Regions from separate parts of the Mus musculus genome. Here regions 2, 3 and 4 are each linked to region 1. The links are chromatin contacts, called in public Hi-C and HiChIP or PLAC-seq maps. All regions are on one chromosome and are shown on one strand. The core of a region is the stretch at or near the end of the contact, and the rest is flanking DNA. Distances in the headings are between cores, read along the strand shown.

Region 1 (2,704 bases), core at 51-2,550:
AGTCTCACTAAGCAATCCAGGCTGGCCTCACACTCTCTCCTCCAGCTTCATCATTGCTAGTGCTGAGGTTTCAGACAAGGGGCAGTAGTAGGTTGATCGCTCTTGCAGTTTAGAGGATTGAGAAATAGATGCCTGACTGTAGGGTGATTACTAGTGCTGGAATTGCAGAGGAAGCAGGGAATACACAGGACAGGAAGAACGCCAAGTGCACTGCTAGCCACAGCCAATCCCTTCCCAGCCTTTTTCCCTCCACAGCACAGGGTATCCCTCTGGATGAAGGGACTGCATATGTAGCAAACGTTAAAGAACTGACAGCTAACAAGCCTTTCTGGTAGCAATCATTCCTCACTGAAAAAGAAACAACAGAGCAAAGCAGCTTTCATTTAATTCCTATTTTCTAACATTTCTCCCTCCATCTCGAAGTTCTACCTACCTGTAACTGCTGCAACATCTCCGTCACCCCTTGAACCTAGAGCATTTCACACAGGGACAGGGGCTCATTGGGATGACAATGAATTCCTGGAGAGCAACAGAGAATTCCAGGGTTTCCAGCACCCAGAGAGGAGACTAAAATAGAATGGGAAACGTCTTTGTCATTAGACTCCTACTAGATTCCTATGCTGTGGGAGGTGGAGGAGGCTCCCTAAAGAGGGTGGGGCAGAATAGAGCTTCTAGTTGGAGTCTAAGGAGATAGGTCCATAAAAAAAATATTAAAAATTAAAAAATCAAACTATTTAAGAAAGACAATTCCTAACTAAAGATGGAAGACGAGGGCTGATCTCAGTTAATATTAACTTTAAAATCGGCCAGGAATATCCGAGACTGTTACCACGGTCATGTGCATGTGCAATGTTTGTGCCTCTTGCCATTGTTTGATAATCCCTTCCAGCCCAACAGTTCTCTCCATCAGCGGAATTCCCTTGAGGGTGTGTGGGTTGTTCTGCACTCTTTGCTGGCCGCCAGGATCCGGGAATTCACAATGCAGGGCGCCTTTGAGTCGAAGAGAAGCAGGGCAGGGACCATCTAGCAACCGCGATGGGAGGAGGGAGGAGGCGGCCAGTCGGAGGAAAGCATCAGGGCCTAGCCTGACGCAGCAGCAGCCCTGGAAGTGGCCCCCGCCAGAGCTTCTGAGCGTCAGGGGACAGTCGGTCCTGTGCCTCCTCCAACCGCGAGCCCTAGGAGGGTCCTGGGCTCCCACCGCCCTCAGCCTTCAAGCCCAAGCCAAGGGAGGTGCCCTCTGAGCTAGCTAGGAAAGGAGGCGGGGATTGGAGCGTGTGAAGAGGAGAGGGAGGGACGGGTTCTCCTCGCCACTCGCCGCTGGTGGCCGCAGGCGCCCTGCGCTGCCACGGTCTCCGGGCGGAGCTGCACCCGGAGCTGCGACTGTATTGAGAACGTGTGAATGTCCGCGTGGACCAGGGCCGCGCGGGTCCCGCGCCTCCTACGGCTGCCTCCCGCGTGCTGCTGTGTATGTTCGCTTCTTGTCACTGTGCGCCGAGAGGCAGAAGGACTATGAAGATGATTCACTTTCGGAGCTCCAGTATCAAATCGCTCAACCAGGAGATGAAATGCACCATTCGACTGCTGGACGACTCGGAGGTCTCCTGCCATATCCAGGTGCGGTGGCACCGGGGGAGGATGCAGGGCGTGCGGTACTCGCACGGTGCAGGAGTGAGTGAGAGGGCTCTGAGGGTAGGCATGCACTGGTGGGAAACCCATCTCAGCAAAGAAGAGCGGCTGGAATGCTGGATTTGCTTCAGTCCTCAAGATAGGGGCTTTGGCCCTCTATAGTCATCTGCTGTGTGTTATCCTTACCTCAGCCCCCTACCCTGACGTGTTCCCTGGGCTCACTTTACGTTGCTCCTAGGCTGAGACTGTAAGCAAATGTCTCTCGCTTGGCGCTGTACTGGTCCCTTTGGAGCCTATCTCACCAGGACATAGAAGCCACGGAGCCAAGGGAGACCCTTGCATGCTACCCCAGTGTCCTTCTTTCTCATCCACCACGTGGAAAAGGACTCCACCAGCCAGGGTTCGCTCCTGTTTCCCGCGCCCAGGCGGTTTGGGAACCTGCTTCTTGTACCCTGCTGTTTCTCTGACAGGAGCCTGATTTCTCTAGTGTGGTAATGGACTTCTCCAAGTTTCCTAGAAATCTTGGGCTCCAGCCTTGAGGAATGGGATGCACTTTGTATCGATTTGGAGCTACCTCTAAAGAAACATGAAATGTGTGTTTCAGAGAAAGGGAAAAGATTCATGAAGCTTGCAAACGAGTCCTGCAGGAAGCTGGGTCTTGGGTTAAAGAGCTTGGAATTTTGGTGACTATTCATGTGGTCAAGTTGGAGAAGGCACGTTGCTTAGTATTTTTATTGGCCTCTCCCTTCCTTGGGAGATCATTGTCTGTGGCCTCGCAAATATATTTGCAAACTGCTGTTGCTGCTGCCTCAGCTGGTGCTGTTGGTGGTTGTTGGTGGTGGTGGTGATGTGTCTATGTGTTTCTATGCACTCAAACAGGCTGTGTGCCCTTTGGCTGCACTTGTTCAGGCAGGTCGGTGTTAGCTTCTCCTATGACCTCATATGACATGCAAGTTCTGCAAAGGTTGTAGCAGAGCTAAGCACTGTGAGCATCAGAGTTTAAAATCTAACTATTTCTAGGATTCCCTCTTCCAGGCTACTATATCTTGAGGTTCTAAGACCCATGCCTGTGGGACGT
Region 2 (2,700 bases), core at 114-2,613, 220 kb before region 1:
ACTGGACCATCAATCAAAAAGTACACATAGAGGGACTCATGTCTCGGGCTGCATATGAAGCAGAGGATGGCCTTGTTGGACATCAGTGGGAGGAGAGGCCTTTGGGCCTAAAGGTGTGAGATTCTCTAGTGTAGGGGAATGCCAGGGCGGGAGGACAGGAGTGGGGGAGGGGGAGCACCCTCATAGAGGCGGGCGGGGGTGGGGGGTGGGGTGGGATACTGATTTTAGAAGGGAAGACAAGGAAAGGGGAAAACATTTGAAATGTAAATAAAGAAAATATCCAATAAAGAAAAGGAAAAAAAAAGAATAATAACTACATGTACTGGGAAGATGGCTTGAAGAAAAAGCATAGCCTACAGCAACAGTGTTCAGTTTTTTTCTACTTCCCTGGCTGAGACATTGAGGGGTTTGTTTGTTTTTCCCCGCGTGTATGCAAGGGATTTGTCCTCACACCCAGTTTTTCAACATAATGAGTCACTCAGCCTCCTTGCACAAAATTCCCTTACCGGAGGGAGAAGCTATGATGATGTAGCTTGTGCTGTGGAGCAATCCAAAGGAACCTGACGCCTCCCAGGGCCTTTCCTTTCTTGGAGACCAAGTCTCAGGTCCACAAACTCCCACTTAAAACGAAGTCTCTCAGGTCTATTAAGAACAGCCATAGCTCAATAAAATCGCAGCTAAATTCCAAACACAAAGGAGAAAAAACTTCCAGTGAAAAGCGGAAATGTAACGAAGGTGAGAGTGACGTTCTCACCCTAAAATCGCCCTTGTACTACTTTCGTTGTTAGTAACTAGGTAATAAGTTATGTTTCCTTATCTGTAAGGTCATGGTGTGATTGTGTCCTTTCATTTACTGAATAAAAGCGATTTTTTTTCAGCTTAGAAGACCTGAGATCAAATTTCTGTTTTTAATCAACTAAGCAAGTCATTTGATGCTTGTGAATTTAAATTTCTAGTATTCTTTCTCATTCAGTCCTAAACAGACAAACGTACTTCCTAAACTATCCTTAAAATAAAAAGAGTGACGTCGTGCACATCAATAAGTATGCGAATCCAGCAATGCTATAGCTTTCTTTCCGGCCTTAGCAAACACAACTACTATTATATTATAGGATGCCAAGCTAGCAAACTGCTGAGGGTAGCTTCTTAGTACGGCAGGGAAACAGCAGAAAAAGGTGACAGGTGAGGTCACTGTGAGCCACCCAGAGTGTGCCAGCTTCAGCTGCCGGAGGCTACAGGTGTCAACCACCACAAGCTTGCAGGAAACCCTGAACTCCTTCCCTACCGTAACTCCAGATCTCCTTCCCTTTTCTTTGCGGAGAAATCACCGCCAGTTGTCGAACAGAAAAGGCGACTCACAGATTGGGTTTTCCGTTTGCGAAGCGCACGCCTCCCGCGTTCGCCTGACCACGCACCTGGGAATGAGTTGGGCCTCGTCTCCGAGGCGCGCATGGAAGTCCCGCCACGCGGGGCTCGGGCTCTCCGGCTCTGCCACTTCCCAGGCGCCCTGGGCCTCCGCACTGTCCCGACCGAGCGCTCCGCGGAAGCCACGCGCGAACTCCGGGAAGGTGATGGCGCCATCGCGGTCCGTGTCGAGCCCCCTGAACACGGCCTCTGCTTCGGCCTCGGCCACGTGCAGCTCCGCGCACAACGCGCTGAACTCCGCACGCTCCAGGCGCCCGGAGCCGTTCGTGTCGTAGGTGGCGAAGACGGAGCGCAGCCGGGTCAGCTCCTCAGGGTCCGCGTCCGCCTCCATGGCGCCGCTGGCCACCGCGGGGCTCCGAGCTCCGGGGCTCGGCCAGTGGAGCAGGTCCGGCCGGTTCCGCCACCTGCCGCGGGCGGGGATGTCCGGGTGAGGCGGGGCGCAGGAGAGCCAGACGCTCGCCTCCAGCTGCAGCCGCCCGACTGCTGCCCTGAGCCACAGAGCGCCACTGGTCACCTTCCTGTGAGTAAGCTCCACCCTACCTTGGAGTAAAGACACAGGCTGGCTCCCAGACTTTCTTCTGCAACAGCTGGACCATCTCTCTGTTAAGCTTTGGGGACTTGCTGGAGGCACAAACACAGATCATAATGGCCTCTTATTCAAGTTCTCCTCTGCACCCCAGATACTGACCCTGCCTGCCTGAACATGGAGTGCAAACACACCCGCACCGACCAAAGGGGGAAAGTGAGTAGAGATAAGATTCCAAATTGGCTAAAGTTATTGGCCATGTATCCTCTCGTAATTCCAGACACATGGTAAGTCTGCCTATTCAAAAGATTCTGGTTTAAAAAAAAAAAAAAAGTACCAGAAGTCCATATTCTCTAATGCTATGTTCATTGTCATGTTGATCTCCCATATCCCTAAATAGAAACAGTCACTCCATGACTTCTTGACCTTAGAAAAAACAAATACCAAAATCACTTAGAGAAAGCATTCTTTTTCATTTTTGTACAGGAAAAAAAAATTTTTTAATCATGTTTTCCCCTGTCCCAACTTCTCCCATATTCTCCCCCCTCACCTCCCTCCCTACCCAACTTTATGTTCTCTCTCTCTCTCATCCTCTCTCTCTCTCTCTCTCTCTCTCTCTCTCTCTCTCAAAACAAACAAAACAAAATATCCAAACAAAAGAAAAAAGACCAAAACAACAACTCAAGCCCTGTGTCCTGGCCCAGAGCATGGTTGATATCCTCAGTGACATCCCATTGGAGAAAAACTTA
Region 3 (2,700 bases), core at 194-2,693, 220 kb after region 1:
GACATCTGCCTCACTGTCACCACCAGCACCATCCAGGTGGAGCACCTGGCCAGCTCTTAGAGATCCGTACTGCCATCCATCGGAACGGGGAGAAGTCCTGGTCCCTCCTTTGTCAACTCTTCTTGGTGGGAAAGTTCTCTTCTTCCTTGACAAGTCCTGTCTCCAGCTCCTTGGGTCTCAGGCATGGCTTTTCTTCGCAAGATAACCATCCTTAACCTCAGCTGCTCCTGATTGGCCAAGGAGTCCTGAGCTGATAGTGTTACCCAGCAGCCCCCATCCAGCTGCTCCTGATTGGCCAAGGAGTCCTGGGCTGATAGTGTTACCCAGCAGCCCCCATCCAGCTGCTCCTGATTGGCCAAGGAGTCCTGAGCTGATAGTGTTACCCAGCAGCCCCCATCCAGCTGCTCCTGATTGGCCAAGGAATCCTGGGCTGATAGTGTTACCCAGCAGCCCCCATCCAGCTGCTCCTGATTGGCCAAGGAATCCTGGGCTGATAGTGTTACCCAGCAGCCCCCATCCAGCTGCTCCTGATTGGCCAAGGAATCCTGGGCTGATAGTGTTACCCAACAGCCCCCATCCAGCTGCTCCTGATTGGCCAAGGAATCCTGAGCTGATAGTGTTACCCAGCAGCCCCCATCCAGCTGCTCCTGATTGGCCAAGGAATCCTGGGCTGATAGTGTTACCCAGCAGCCCCCATCCAGGCAGAGCTTTTAAAACCGGGGCTTGGTGCTTGAGAGAAGGATCCGCTGGGAGCTCACATCTTATCCAGTGTGGGGGCGCTTACCTTTCTCTCTCTTCATCCTCAAAGTTGAGGTTGATGGAAGACTAGTGGCTGGCCCTCCCAGATAACAGAGAAGGAAGCTCTAAATGCCACCAGCCTTCCATTTTATGCTTACCTGTAAAAGAATAGATTTTTGCACGTGGTCTGACCCCTGTGAGCTCACTTTATATTGGGTGATGACTATACCTTTTTATTTGTAAGGGGGCAATAGCTGATTCATGGTTGCCAAGGTGCCAGAGATTCCCCGGAGACCAAGGGTGGCTTAAGAGTATGAGTTATTTTTCCTTAACAGCCTCCTTCCTTCTCTGCCAACCAAGGGCCTATATACTCAGTCTCGCTATCCAAGGAGTCCAGTCCTTGGAGCTCTGGGAGCTGTGGTAGCTGTGTTCTCTGCAATACCAGACGGGCTTTTGCAGAGAAGGGAGAATTCAGGGTACACACAGGACTGGACTTAGCCTCCCTAGGTGCCACGGTCAGATGCCGGACATGGATATATATATATATACATACATATATACCTGCTCATCACGGCCATCTTTGTTGTAACCATTTCTGTGTTTATAAATGCATTATCTCTGAAAAAAAAAAGGCAAGCCTGTATACCAAGTGGGCTCTGGGCACGAATACAAAACAGTGTGCCCAGGCCACCATCTGGTGGCACTGAGACAGAACATGCCCAGGCAGGCCACTTGGTGGTGCTGGGACTCAGCAGGCATAAGCCAGCCCATGCCACCACTTGGTGGCGCTGGGACATGACTTGTGTGGAAACAGGCGAACACATAATGCTGTGTGGTGGTGCTGAAACATGGCAGGCAGATGTTCCTGCAATGGCTTATGGTAGTGCTAAGACATGGCAGGCATGTCAATTGTGTGCTAGGCACAGTGCTAAGACATAGCAGGTGTGCAACAGACATGTACACACCACCACATTGTGATGTAGGGTGAAGCCAATACACAAATAGACATGTACACACCACTACGTGGTAATGATAGGAACGGGTTGTATCAGAATAGGTGAACCAGCACAGACACACTGTGGCTCTCAAACACAGCACACTTTCAAACAAGTGTGCACAGGCCACCAGTTGTAAGCCCTTGGACACACCAGGTGTGCAAACAGGCATGCCCAGCTCTACCACGCCCTGAAGCTAGGAAATGTCAGATGTGTGAATATTTGAGTCCATGCTGCCACCTGGTGGTACTGGGACATGGCGCAGTTGCAAAAAGGTTTACCCGGGCCTCCATGTGATGGAACTGGCAAATGGCAGGCATGCAAACAGGTGTGCCACAGGTACAAAGAGACCTATCCTAGGCTGCCACAAGGCAGCATTTGGACATGGAAGAAAACAAAGAGGCAAACCCAAGATATTACGTGGTAGCTGTGATGGTTTGAATGAAAATGGCCCTCTACAACCTCATATATTTGAATGCATAGTAACTAGGGAGTAGAACTGAGGATTGGAAGGATTAAGAGGTCCCATGATCAGCTTCCAAACGCTGACACCATTGCATATACTAGCAAGATTTTGCTGAAAGGACCCTGATATAGCTGTCTCTTGTGAGACTATGCCGGGGCCTAGCAAACACAGAAGTGGATGCTCACAGTCAGCTATTGGATGGATCACAGGCCCCCAATGGAGGAGCTAGAGAAAGTACCCAAGGAGCTGAGGGGATCTGCAACCCTATAGGTGGAACAACAAAATGAACTAACCAGTACCCCCTGGAGCTTGTGTCTCTAGCTGCATATGTATCAGAAGATGGCCTAGTCGGCCATCACTGGAAAGAGAGGCCCATTGGACACACAAACTTTATATGCCTCAGTACAGGGGAACGCCAGGGCCAAAAAGGGGGAGTGGGTGGGTGGGGGAGTGGGTGGGTGGGGGAGTGGGTGGGGGACCGTGTGGGGTACTTTTTGGATA
Region 4 (2,700 bases), core at 90-2,589, 240 kb after region 1:
ATTATTATTATTATTTTTTTATTATTATATCTAAGTACACTGTAGCTGTCTTCAGATGCACTAGAAGAGGGCGTCAGATCTCATTACGGATGGTTGTGAGCTACCATGTGGTTGCTGGGATTTGAACTCAGGACCTTCAGAAGAGCAGTCGATGCTCTTTACCACTGAGCCATCTCTCTAGCCCCCAAGCGGTGTTTTTCCAGTCAAAGAAATATGGTGGTTAGATCTCATTATCTTTCAGTTAATTAACCATATCCCATCTGTCTTTACAGTGCTCCCCCTAAAAAAAAAAAAAAGAAATAAATTAAAAAAAACACATTTAAGTACATTTAAATAGTTATGTTGAGCTTTTTTTTTTTAAAGAGGTGATCAGTTTTTGAGACAGCATATCATGTAGCCCAGTCTAACTTCAGGTCTATGATGTGTTGAGAATGATCTTGAATTTCTAGTCCTCTGATCTCTGTTCCAAGTCCTGGGTTATAAGTATGCACCACATTCATTAGAAATCCTTGTTTTCTAACAACACGTAAAATGATGGTCCTGTGTGCTCACTTTTGTATATGCCTGGTCAGTAACTAGAAGAAATGCAACAAAAAAACCCAGATAGGAACTGTGGGACAGTAAAACCTGTTTAGCCTTTGCAAAACGCTTAGTGTTTAGGCACCTATCTGGAAGTAAGAGTTTGAGATCTGTGTGATTCCTCTGCGGTCTTGGAAGTCAGATTTACACAGACGTGTAGGAAGGTAACTCAATTCAGGATCCCTAATCAAGATTTCTCTAGTCTTTAAGTATTAGACCTTTTTGCTCAAGGGCAGGCTTGGTTGCTAGGAATTTGGGAACACTGCTCACTTGGGATCTCCGACTGAAGTAGGCTCAGAGGTGCAGCCCACTGGTTGGTGTACCGGCACAGGACAATGTCATCGTGAGTCTGGCCTTCCTGACCACCTCCACTCGAGGTAAAAATCAGCCAGCCGTTCTTGCACCGAGGGTTGCCATAGACTCGCACCGAGTCCCTGCAGGCGTGTTCGTGTACTATTTTATTTCAGGTCCAGCCCCTGTGGGAACCTAGTGAGTGATCCGACAAAGATCTGTTGCGCACCTGCTCCTTCTGCTTCGTCAGTGTTTTTCCTCCTTTGAGAAAGAAGAGGCGAGCTTGTCCCCAAGGCAAAAGGAAATACAGCACGGCAAGCGTAGACTAGGCAAGAGGCGGAAGTCTCGGCTTCAAGTCGGGCACCTTTAAGCAGTTTAGAGACCCACGTGACCCAGAGAGCGCCCGGCCCAGCGGTCACGTGGGGGCGCGTGCGCCACACGCAGGCAGAGGCAGCCCGCACAGCCTGCGCGCCCGCGCCGCCTCCCGCCCACCTCCGAGCCGGGAGGGAGGGGAGCGCGGCGGAGGGATTCCGTGGTGGCGCCCCGTGCGCGTGCGCAGCGAACAGCTGTCACCCAGTGCGGAACAAGTCTTCCAAAGATTCCCAAAACCCTCAGGGGAGGCCGCACTTTTCATCCCTTTCATTCGGGTGGCGTCTGGACCTCCGCCAGCGGCGCAGGTAACCTCTTCTTGGTCGGGACGGAGCGGGAAGGGTGGCGGCCTCGGTCCGGTCTTCGCAGGGCAGCACGGGCCTGGGCGCTCCGCGGTGCAAAGCAGTCAGCTGGGAGGGAGGAGGCGGCCCTGACAGTCCATTCTGGCCCTCGGGATTCGGGAGCTCGCTCGCCTGCCTCCCGGGAGCCGATCGGAGGTGCTGTTGCTCCGGACTGCCACGCCTGTGTGGTCTGGGGCGCCGACCGACCCCTCTGCGGCCGACTCCAGGAAGGCCGGGCCTGTGCGTCCTCCGAGCCTCCCTTGGGTCGGGATGTCCGGATCCGCGAGGTAGCAGGTAGCCCGACCCTCACTCGGGTTCGTTCTTGGCCCTAGCAGATGATCTTTCCCTTTTTCTTTCCTCCGTCTTGAGGCCATTTCTTTGTGCGGTTCCTGGGGGGAGCCATGATGCGGGGTAGACAGTGGGCGCTTAATAGATGCGACTTCGTTGCGGCATGTGAACTGCCAGGGAGAGAGGGCGTGTTGTGCGATGGGAATGCCAAGAAGGCAGGCGGTCTAGCTCGGGCTGGAAGTTGGTGTTCTCTGCTCAGCAGTGAAAGCAGCTGGACTCAGTTCTGAGGATTTTCTTGGGGACCCAGAAGGCAGCCGCCGGTGTGGCTGAGCCCGCAAGCTCGCACGTAGTCAGTCAGGTGCTCTGAGAGAAGACTTGGAAGACTTGACCAACTTTTTTTTTTTTTTTTTTTTTTAAATCTTGGACTCAGTACGGTCACTCACACTTGGTGATTTACCTAGTACTGCTTAGAAAGCTTACGTTAGAAATGAAGCAATTCGGAACCCGGGAGACGCTTTTGATAGGCTCGGTAAGCTTAGGTTAGCACCAATCTTTGCTGTATTTCACCCACTTGAGTTTTGCGTTTAAAAAGGGCGGAAGGGAGTGGAGCCTAACTCTTTCTATGGGAAAAGTTATTAGTATTCTAATTTAAAAGTGTGATGGTTAAAACTTTTGGTATTTTTGGTTGTTTTTTGAGTCAGGGTCTTATATGTAGTCCTGCCCAACTTAGAACTCTGTATGGTAGCTAACCTGGTGCTCCAGGAAATCCACCTGCCTCTGCATCACCAGTGCAGGGATTCCTGCTGGTCATATTTCTGCACTGCTACTGGTT

Evidence for each region. A called contact is a pair of places that touch in the nucleus more often than the background predicts. HiChIP or PLAC-seq counts read pairs in DNA pulled down with a chosen protein or histone mark.
Region 2: a Hi-C map of nephron progenitors shows a contact between it and region 1, with 1.6 times the contacts expected there. The contact joins the promoter of Rasef here to the promoter of Frmd3 in region 1. A contact is called at or near these places in 1 of 39 promoter capture datasets (embryonic stem cells), 4 of 484 Hi-C or Micro-C datasets (cerebral cortex, cortical neurons, embryonic stem cells and 1 more) and 1 of 115 datasets of contacts at active chromatin or transcription factors (embryonic stem cells).
Region 3: a contact with region 1 is called in an H3K4me3 HiChIP or PLAC-seq map of embryonic stem cells, with 6 times the contacts expected there. The contact joins the enhancer-like site here to the promoter of Frmd3 in region 1. A contact is called at or near these places in 2 of 39 promoter capture datasets (hippocampal neurons and liver), 6 of 484 Hi-C or Micro-C datasets (cerebellar granule neurons, embryonic stem cells, myocytes and 1 more) and 1 of 115 datasets of contacts at active chromatin or transcription factors (embryonic stem cells).
Region 4: an H3K4me3 HiChIP or PLAC-seq map of craniofacial prominence shows a contact between it and region 1, with 5 times the contacts expected there. The contact joins the promoter of Kdm4c here to the promoter of Frmd3 in region 1. A contact is called at or near these places in 1 of 39 promoter capture datasets (liver), 1 of 484 Hi-C or Micro-C datasets (embryonic stem cells) and 3 of 115 datasets of contacts at active chromatin or transcription factors (craniofacial prominence, embryonic stem cells and forebrain).

What each region holds. Positions count from the first base shown.
Region 1 is chr4:74,012,303-74,015,006 of GRCm38.p6, forward strand. Frmd3 (FERM domain containing 3) reads left to right here and starts at 1,301. Exons shown (of 14, transcript NM_172869.4): 1 at 1,301-1,614. The coding sequence starts at 1,468.
Region 2 is chr4:73,789,239-73,791,938 of GRCm38.p6, forward strand. It overlaps Rasef (RAS and EF hand domain containing), which reads right to left and starts at 1,364. Exons shown (of 18, transcript NM_001017427.1): 1 at 1,286-1,364. It overlaps Gm11240 (predicted gene 11240), which reads left to right and starts at 2,006. Exons shown (of 3, transcript NR_046042.1): 1 at 2,006-2,167.
Region 3 is chr4:74,229,693-74,232,392 of GRCm38.p6, forward strand. It overlaps the pseudogene Gm11405. Among named protein-coding and RNA genes, the nearest start is that of Kdm4c, 21 kb to the right of the region's middle. Within about 2 kb of position 1,444, at least 22 of the 459 cell types and tissues checked have an H3K27ac peak or open chromatin away from gene starts, as enhancers often do. A contact at or near this core is called in embryonic stem cells, where this site is marked.
Region 4 is chr4:74,250,540-74,253,239 of GRCm38.p6, forward strand. It overlaps Kdm4c (lysine (K)-specific demethylase 4C), which reads left to right and starts at 1,340. Exons shown (of 22, transcript NM_144787.2): 1 at 1,340-1,547.